2 separate regions of the Mus musculus genome follow, and region 2 is linked to region 1. Evidence: chromatin contacts called from public HiChIP or PLAC-seq data. All regions are on one chromosome and are shown on one strand. The core of a region is the stretch at or near the end of the contact, and the rest is flanking DNA. Distances in the headings are between cores, read along the strand shown. Region 1 holds the start of Vgf (VGF nerve growth factor inducible). Region 2 holds the start of Pilrb2 (paired immunoglobin-like type 2 receptor beta 2).

Region 1 (4,397 bases), core at 1,286-3,785:
TGCAGCAGCACGTGCTCAATGTAATTCTCCAGCTCCTCCTGCTCCTGCAGCCGGCGCTCCTCCGCGTCCGCTTCCTCCTGCGCGCGCCTGGCCTGGGCCTCCAGATCCGGATGGTGGCGCGCAGGTGGCAACGCGTGATGGAAGTGACGGCGGCGGGAGGATGCGGGCGGCTGCAGTGTCCGCGGCCGAATGTAGTTTGGGAAGGGGTGATAGGGCCCCGGGGGAAACACCTCATCCTCCTCCCGATCCCAGGGTGGGAGCACTTCGTTCCAGTCCGGCAACTCATCCCGGGCTGGGGCGGGAGGTGGGGGCTGCGGAGAGCGGACATGGGTCGGGGCTGGGGCAGCCCTGGGAGGCGGCACCGGCTCGGGAGGGGCGTTCTTCTTCCGCTTCCGTTTCTCCTCCACCTCTTCGATGATGCTGACCACATCGTCTGCTGGCAGGTGGAGTTTGGTGGACAGTTCAATGAGACTATCGATCGTCTGCGGATCCATCTCCTCGTCGTCGTCATCCTCCTCCCCGCCCTCCTCTGCCCCCTCAGCATCCTTCCGCCGATGGCCTGGCGCCTCCTCCTGGGAGCGTTTGTCCTCGGCTCCGGCTTCCCCGTCCTCCTCCTCGGCGAACAGGAGTGCGTTCTGCCGCGCCCTCTCCGCCTCCTCTGCCTCCGCCTCCGCCTCCGCCGCCTCCTCATCCTCTTCCCCCACATCGTCCTCCCCACCACCTCGCCTCTCCTGCTCTGCCTCCTCCTCCCTCTCGTTCTCCCGCTCTTGCTGCGTCTCCTGCAGCTCGCGACCCCCGAGATCGCGCTGCCGGGCTCCGCCCTGCAACAGATACTGGAGCAGCAGGTCGGAGGCGAGATCGGCCAGCCGCTCTTCTTGCGCCGCGGCCTGCCGGGTGGCCTCCGCCTGTCTCCTCCCTGCCTCTACCTGAGCTAATCCTTGCTGAAGCAGGCGCTCTCCTGCCTCGGAGCCGCCCAGGAATGAGCCCTCGAGCCGGCGCACCTTAGGGAAGGGGCCACCTAGACTTTGATACGCCTTGGATAAGGGTGTCAAAGTCTCACCTAAATGTGTTTTAGGGGAGGACACTCCTTCCCCGAACTGATGAGTTTCGGGAAGGGGAGCGCTTTCGGACATTCGAGCCTGGAATTGGGAAGGGACCGGGGGCGGAAGAGGAGCGCGCTCCGGAACGCGCGCCTGGAACTCTCCCCAGGAAGCGCGCCACACGCGCTCTGGCCCGGGGCTCTCCAGATTGACTCGGGTCAGCGTGTGCGTGCGGGTTTCAGTCTCTGCTGCCGCCGTCTCTTGTTGGCGCTTAGCATTGCTCGGACTGAAATCTCGAAGTTCTTGGAGCAAGGATGCTAGCGCCTCCAGCTCTTCTGAGCGGTCGTCCTCCTCGGGATCGCGGTCCTGAGTCTGAGGGCGAGGGGGGGCCACAGCGGGCGCTTGGATTTCTGGTGCCGGGAGGCTATGGGTCTGACTGCGCACGGACTCGGTCAGCAGAGCTTCTGCTGCTTCTTCGGGTGTTCCCTGCTGGGAACCTCCCGGGACCGACGGGGGCGAGGCCGGACGGTCCAGTGCCTGCAACAGTACCGAGGCCAGCGCCCGGGGATCCACGCCCTGGAAGAGCTCTCCCTGGTCCTGAGGCTCGGGATTCCGAGCAGCTCGGACCTCTGGTACGCCGTCATCCTTTGGCCGGGACACTGCGTCCTCAGCTACCTGCCCATTATGCTCAGAGCTGAGGGGAGGAGGAAAAACATCGGGGCGCCCGGGGGGCGCTGCTCCCAACCCCTGGATCAGTAGAAGGAAGCAGAAGAGGACGGATGCCGGCAACGTGAAGGTTTTCATGACCAACGGGCTGCCAGAGACTGAAAAATAGAAGAAATCAAAGAAATAGAGGATTTCTATAAGAACTCCCCGCTTTCTATTTCTGCTTTCCCTCCCCCCACCTTTAAGCAGGAAATCCGGGGTTTCCCTCATTTCTCTAACCTTACCCGAAAAGAAACGTTTAGCAGAGAACAAGAAAGATGTGGCGATCTCTGGGGTCGTGCAAATGGGCAGAGAACGCCCGCAATCCTCCTTCTGGGTACCCAGTACCTCCTGTCGCCCCCTTCCCTAAGTCATCTCTCAGCCAGCGCCCGCGTACTAAGCAGCAATGATAAGCGGGAGGGGGGATCTGTTCCCTCCCCACAGGACTCCCCGGATGGTGCGTGGGTGACTTCATCAGCGACAAAAAAGCAGAGACTCCCCTTTTACCAAAGACCCTTCCCGGGGGCACACCGCTATGCTCTCAATACCCCATATGGAAAGAAAATCCTCCCTTCACGCCCACGAGTGAAGAGGGTTGGAGGGATGGACAGCGGAGTATTTACCAGCCGGTGTCACGACGGCGGGAGGTGGAGAGGAGGGTCGGGGCAGGGGGAAAGTCGGGACCGGTCCGCCTTGGCTCTGTTCCGTGGCTGGAGTATGAGCGATGGTCGAGGGCTGGCGTCCTAGAAGCTGGGCTCAGCTGGGTCAGCAACAGCGCTCTCGCTCCGGCTTCAGCACGCTGGACAGCGCCCGCGCCGCCTCTGCCTTATAAAGGGGAGCGCGCGGGGTCACGTGGGATAGCCCCGCCCCATTGACGTCAATGTTCATTCATGGGGAAGCGGGCGGGTGTCTGGTGGACGGTGAAAGTCCAATGATTGGAGGATAAGCGTCGCTCCCGGCCTGCACCTGCGCAGTAGGGCCCTCGGCTAGAGGGGCGTGCGCTAGCCGAGCTCCGGGAAATGAATGAATGAATGAATGAATGAAATGTCGAGGCGGGCGGGGCAGGGGGCTATGAATGAATGAAGGAGGGACGAGGAGAAAAGGATGAATGAATGAATGTAAAAATGAATGGAAGGGTGGGTACAGAGGAACCAGAAGGCGGGAGGGTGGGTTACAAAGCACTTGCGGCGCGGAGCCTGCGTTGCTGAGCAGAATAGGAAGAGGGCACCGCCAGCATCTAATTGGGCGCCAGTAAAAGATCAGTACTGGATGGGGGGACGGTAAGGGTTTGAAAGGGGAAGGGGCCTGGCTCCCTACTCCGCCACAGTATGGTCTATAGGGAGCACGCCCAAGGACAACTTGAACCTGAGAGGAGGGGGTGGATTTGCGGTGCGGGATGCCCGCCCAGGGTCAGCGCAGATGGGTGGATCTTGCGGTTTGGGTAATCACCTTGGAAAGGGTCCTAGTCGAGAGAGAAAAGGGAAAGATTGACGATGTGTGTGCCTTTGGGTCGTGTCTGTTCAAACCAGTTCGTGTCTGAAGGGGTTGGGGAAAAAAAGGTGTGTCTGTCCTTCTGGCCAGCGGGCTCTGCTGTGGCTGTTAGGGGGTTCCTGTTGTGCCCCCTTTTAATCCAACTCTCCCACACCCTTCAGCCTGTCTCCCTCTCCCCCACAGCCCCCACCCAAGGACATTTGGAGGGCGAGAGCAGACCAGGTGGGGAGGGGGTTGAGCAGGTGGAGAGGGTGACTCAACTCCATTTCTCTCTACCGCTTAAAGGGGAGGTCTGAACGCGACCGGGGGGGGGGGGTGAATTGCAACGTCAGAGATGGACCCTCTCAGCCATCAGACCCTTCGACCGTATCTCCTGCCCAGAGGGGTTGGGGCTGGGGGCTTGGACAGTTAGAGGTTCCGGGAGTGGGGGGCGATGACGCAGAGATTGCGCAGAAAATCTATCAGCCAGCCGGGTCCAGTGAAGGGAGACCAGACGTGGGCGGGGGTGGGATGGGAGGACGGAAATGGGGAGGGGGTAGAGGAGAGGGAAAGGTGGCCCCGGGAGCTGCTACTGCAGGAATGAAGGGGAGGGAGGAAGGCTGGAGGGGGCTGCGGTGCAGGCGGAGAGCAGTGCGGGGGCGTGGGCAGGGAAAGGGGGGGGACAATGACACACACCAGACACACAAGGACTGCGGACACAGGGGTGCTTATAGGCACACGCAAAGCCCCCCCGCACCCTGACACTTTGGAAACCAGAATGGGGAGGGCATCTGGAGGGTCTCAGAACCTCTTTCAGAGTCAGCCCCCTCATACCATCCTGTTACTGACCCTCATTTTAAGCCCCTAGCTCGTGCACGCGCGAGGGCGCGCGCGCGGGCACACACACACACACACACACACACACACACACACTCACGTGCTTTCTCTCTATAACCAGCAGTGGCTTCTCCCTTCCATCAGTGGCTTGACTTTCCCAGAAGAAACCCCATCAGCTCTGCAGAGAAAAGGTGGGGTGAGAGAGGAAAGAGAAGAGAGATGGGGACAGGGGGATGGAAGGAAAAGAACCTGAAGCAGGTTGAAGAAGCAGGCTAAAGGAGAGAGAAAGAAAAATAAATAAACAAACTTGAGAACCAAGGTGACAGTGGATATTCCAAAGAATGG
Region 2 (4,397 bases), core at 859-3,358, 840 kb before region 1:
GGAGGAGCTAGAGAAAGTACCCAAGGAGCTAAAGGGATCTGCAACCCTATAGGTGGAACAACATTATGAACTAACCAGTACCACGGAGCTCTTGACTCTAGCTGCATATGTATCAAAAGATGGCCTAGTCGGCCATCACTGGAAAGAGAGGCCCATTGGACACACAAACTTTATATGCCCCAGTACAGGGGAACGCCAGGGCCAAAAAGGGGGAGTGGGTGGGTAGGGGAGTGGGGGTGGGTGGCTATGGGGGACTTTTGGTATAGCATTGGAAATGTAAATGAGCTAAATACAATAAAAAATGGAAAGAAAAAAAAAAGAATGCGGTTCATGTGGTGGAGTGCTTACTTTCCTGACATGCAAAGAACCAAAGGTTTTATGTTAAACAACAGATAAAAGGACAGGATTGATTGATTGATTGATTGATTGGTTCCTATGTGAACCCTGTGGCGGGAAGAGACAAATAAATGCATCATTTTGAGTTTGAAGCTAGCCTGGAATCTCTGCACACTTGGAATCTCTGCTCATGGGAGCACCAGGCAGGAGGTTCGCTAGTCCTTCGTGGTCATCTCTGGCTATATACTAAGTTTTAGGACCACTTTGGGCTTCTTGAGATAGAATTTAAACACACACACACACACACACACACACACACACACACACACACACCTAGTCCCTGATCTGACTAACCTTCCATCTGGAGCCAACTCATCCCATAGGCTCTGTGCCTCAGTGTCTCCAAGGGTACTATGAATACAGATGAATACAAACTGTCAGGACATGACAGTTTGTGTCTGGATCAGAACAAGGTATCTGAGGACCATGGGGACTGTAAAGGGAGTCAGAGAAGCAGACATGAAAGAGGGCAGGCTGCAAAGCCAGCTGCAGGGAAGCAGGAACAAGGCGATCAGTGCCAGGGAACCTAAGGAAATGGGAAGAGGTCTCTGCACATGTCACTCAGGGAGATTGATGCCACTTCCTCTGACACCATCATGTGTTTGTGCCCTTCAGGAAGCTGATGGCACCATGTCCTGAGGAAGGGTAGTTTGAACCTCCTTAGAACCAGCCCTGAGGTCACCACAGCCTCTGCCCCAACCTTTCAACCCAAGTCACAGGCCAGCTGTGTCCACTGTCAGCCATGTCCCAGGCCTTACATCATGAATGACACATGGCTGCTCAGAGCTGTGTTTGCCCACTTAGTCCAAAGAAGGTTCTCCTGTGGCCATAACTAGAGGAAGTCACTCAAGAGCTTTGTGGAAAGAGCCTCCTCAGAGGCTGCACTGAGCAGGCAAACTGAAGTCTCTGTGTGGAATGGAAGACTCCAAGAACTCAATGTGACTAAAGTCCAGTCAATGAGCCACGTGGCTGTTGTATGACATGTGCCTTGACTTCTCTGATCCTTGTTATCCTCTCCTGAGTGAGTGTTATGGTAGGAGGAGGAGAGGCAGGAAGGCTCCTTTAGAAACTGGAGTAGCTTTAGAGTCACTGTCCAGGAAGCCAAAGGAAGTTGGAGGCTCTACCACAGAGATCAGGGCAAGGTGGAGGGGATCCTCAAAGCCTTGATTCTGCCTGGGCACTGGGAAGGCTCCCTGAAAGGCAAGAAAGAGCAAGTTGCGATGGGGACAGAGAGGGGGAAGGAAGAGCAGGGTAAGGGGGTTATTGTGCTAGGGCCTGGGACTTACTGTGTTTCCTGATTACACCTTCCTCATTGTGTCTGAGGTGATTTAGAAACTGACAACTTCATTAGGTGAGATAATTAGAGAGAAATGTGACAACCAGCATGGTGGGAGACATAATGAGAAAGAGATTAAGTAGGGGGAAGGAAAGACTAGAAGAAAAATAGAGGAAGGGAAACAGAGATTACAAGCCACTTAGGAAATGGAAAACAGTAGATAAGATAGAAGATGAAGGTGGAAGAGAGGAGAGCCCTGCCTCCTGAGGACAAAGCCATGTCTCCAAGCCAACAATGGGGGCTGGGCCAAAGTCCAGTTATGTTGTCAGTGACCACAGGGCGGATCTTCTGCAACATGGGAAAAGAAGAAGCCAGATCAATAAAGGAAGTTGCTGGCCACAAGGAGGTGGAGATGGAAAGGTCCTGCCCCAACTCAGTCCTCCACATGAGAAGGCCTGGGGATCTGTCTCGCTTTACCCTGGTTCTCTCTGGACTCCTGAGCACCCCAGTGTCCCTAGACAGAGCATCCTTGCCTTCCTGATGGCTTTGCTGATCTCGCTTCCTGGAGAGACTCCAGCCATGGCTCAGATCCTGCTTCTGCTCTCATCAGCCTGTCTGCATGCTGGTGAGTGGTAGCGACCTCACTAGCAGGGACTTAACCTCAGGAGGGGACAATGGGGCTGGGAAGAGTAGGGAGTCATGTGGACAGGTGTCTGCTAGAGGAGCCAGCCAGGACTCTCTGCCCCAAGAGTCAGTTGACATTGCAGAGGGAGCCCAACCCAACCCTTCACTGTCTTTCCTGTCCCACTAGCTTTGGGGACAGTCCTGCCTTGTGTCTCACCCCTGCCTGTGCAAGAAGTCTCAGAATGTTCTGTGTTGTCCTTTCTATGTTTCCTGTCACTGTCCCCTGCAGTGGCTTCAGAGTCTCCCCATCCTTCCCAGGAAATTCAGCAAGATCAAACGGAGGAAATGACTTTGGGGTCAACCAACCTGAACGCTGCTCTGGAGTCCAGGGTGGCTCCATCGACATCCCCTTCTCCTTCTACTTCCCCTGGAAGTTAGCCAAGGATCCACAGATGAGCATAGCCTGGAGATGGAAGGATTTCTTTGGGCACTTCATCTACAACTCCTCCATGCCTTTCATACATGAGCACTTCAAGGGCCGGCTCATCCTGAACTGGACACAGGGTCAGACATCTGGAGTCCTCAGAATCCTGAACTTTAAGGAGTCTGACCAGACCTGGTACTTCTGCAGAGTTTTTCTGCAAACAACAGAAGGCATAAAGTTTTGGCAGTCACTTCCTGGAACCCAACTCACCCTGACACAAGGTGAGTCACCTTGGCTCGGGCTTTGATGTCTGTGGCTTCCTTGTCCTGTGCCTGTCACCTCAGGCTTCATAACTCTGAGCTTCCTTTCATATTCATTTCCCTTGGAACTGCCCATACCTCTGCCAACAGCACTTCCCTTGTAGTTGTGACTAGCCTTCTCTGCTACCTCTGCTATGGTTTTGTCATTCTCTGCAGACACAGAACCACACCTGACTCTAAGCTTTAGCATCTGTCCTTCCCTCCTGCTCACTCCCTTATTGTTCGAAATCTGACTACTCTCCTGCCAGCTTTCACACATGACTTCAAGCTGAATAAACTTCTCCAGAATGTAGCTGACTCTCTTGGCCCTACATAAGGACTCCAATTGATCCCTCTATGCAGCATCTCCACACAACTCCAACCTCAGCTCAGAAACTATAAAAGAACATATAGTGGGGACCATTGCATGTTCTGGTATCCTCAGGTATACTTATAACTGCCACATGCCACCACAGTCCTTCATTTCCCCTCATAGCTCCCCAGGACACATCTGTATTCTCTCCTCAGGATCTTCAGCCATTAGAAAATGAAAAAGAAATTTTCCCTATTTTCAGGATGTGGCTGCTCTGTCTTCTGATCTCTCCAGCCCCTCTGATGCAGTAGCAACTGCAGTCCCCTGGACACGGGAGCCCTGAGGCCCAGGGTGGTCACTGTGTGTTCCTGCACAGGTCCCTACAGGAGCAGGGAATCTGTGTTGCTGCATTGTTTCTTATGACCTTGCTCTATGGCTCCCTATTTTTCTTTTAACATACCTACTTCTTTCTTTTTTCCTTCTTCCTTTCCTTCTTTCTTTCTTTCTTTCTTTTTTCTTCCTTTCTTTCCTTATTTTATGTCAGGACCTCAGCATGTAGCCCTCCTATCTTAATACTGACTACATAGACATATTAGGACTTGAACTCAGAAAGAGAGAGGAGCCATTTCATGTATGTATCTAGCTCAGTGGTTCTCCACTTTCCTGATGCTGCATATATTTGATACAGTTCTTCATGTTATGCGGACCCACATGCGTAAAAGTATATCATGGCTACATCATAACTTTAATATTCCTCCTGATATGAATCACAATGTAAGTACCTGATATGCGTGAAACCTGATATGCAATCCACGTGGGGGCAGTGATGCACAGGTTGCAAACCACAGGTCTAGAATTCACAAGCAGGTAAATGCTGAAGAAATTATTCTTAGTAATATTTGTAAAGCAAAGGAATGTATCCTGCCCTGGACTGAGCGGTACACATGTGGCTAAAATTGTGTGTGTGTGTGTGTGTGTGTGTATGTGTGTGTGTGTGTGTGTGTGTATGTGTGTGTGTGTGTGTGTGTCTTTCTGTGTCTGTGTATACAGATCTGTATATGCCTT

Evidence for each region. HiChIP or PLAC-seq counts read pairs in DNA pulled down with a chosen protein or histone mark.
Region 2: a contact with region 1 is called in a FOXA1 HiChIP or PLAC-seq map of pancreatic cancer cells. The contact joins the promoter of Pilrb2 here to the promoter of Vgf in region 1. A contact is called at or near these places in 1 of 115 datasets of contacts at active chromatin or transcription factors (pancreatic cancer cells) and 1 of 9 other capture datasets (pancreatic islet).

Annotation. Positions count from the first base shown.
Region 1 is chr5:137,028,433-137,032,829 of GRCm38.p6, reverse strand. It overlaps Vgf (VGF nerve growth factor inducible), which reads right to left and starts at 2,535. Exons shown (of 2, transcript NM_001039385.1): 1 at 2,369-2,535; 2 at 1-1,864. The coding sequence starts at 1,844.
Region 2 is chr5:137,869,469-137,873,865 of GRCm38.p6, reverse strand. It overlaps Pilrb2 (paired immunoglobin-like type 2 receptor beta 2), which reads left to right and starts at 2,108. Exons shown (of 5, transcript NM_001384202.1): 1 at 2,108-2,297; 2 at 2,615-3,001. The coding sequence starts at 2,213.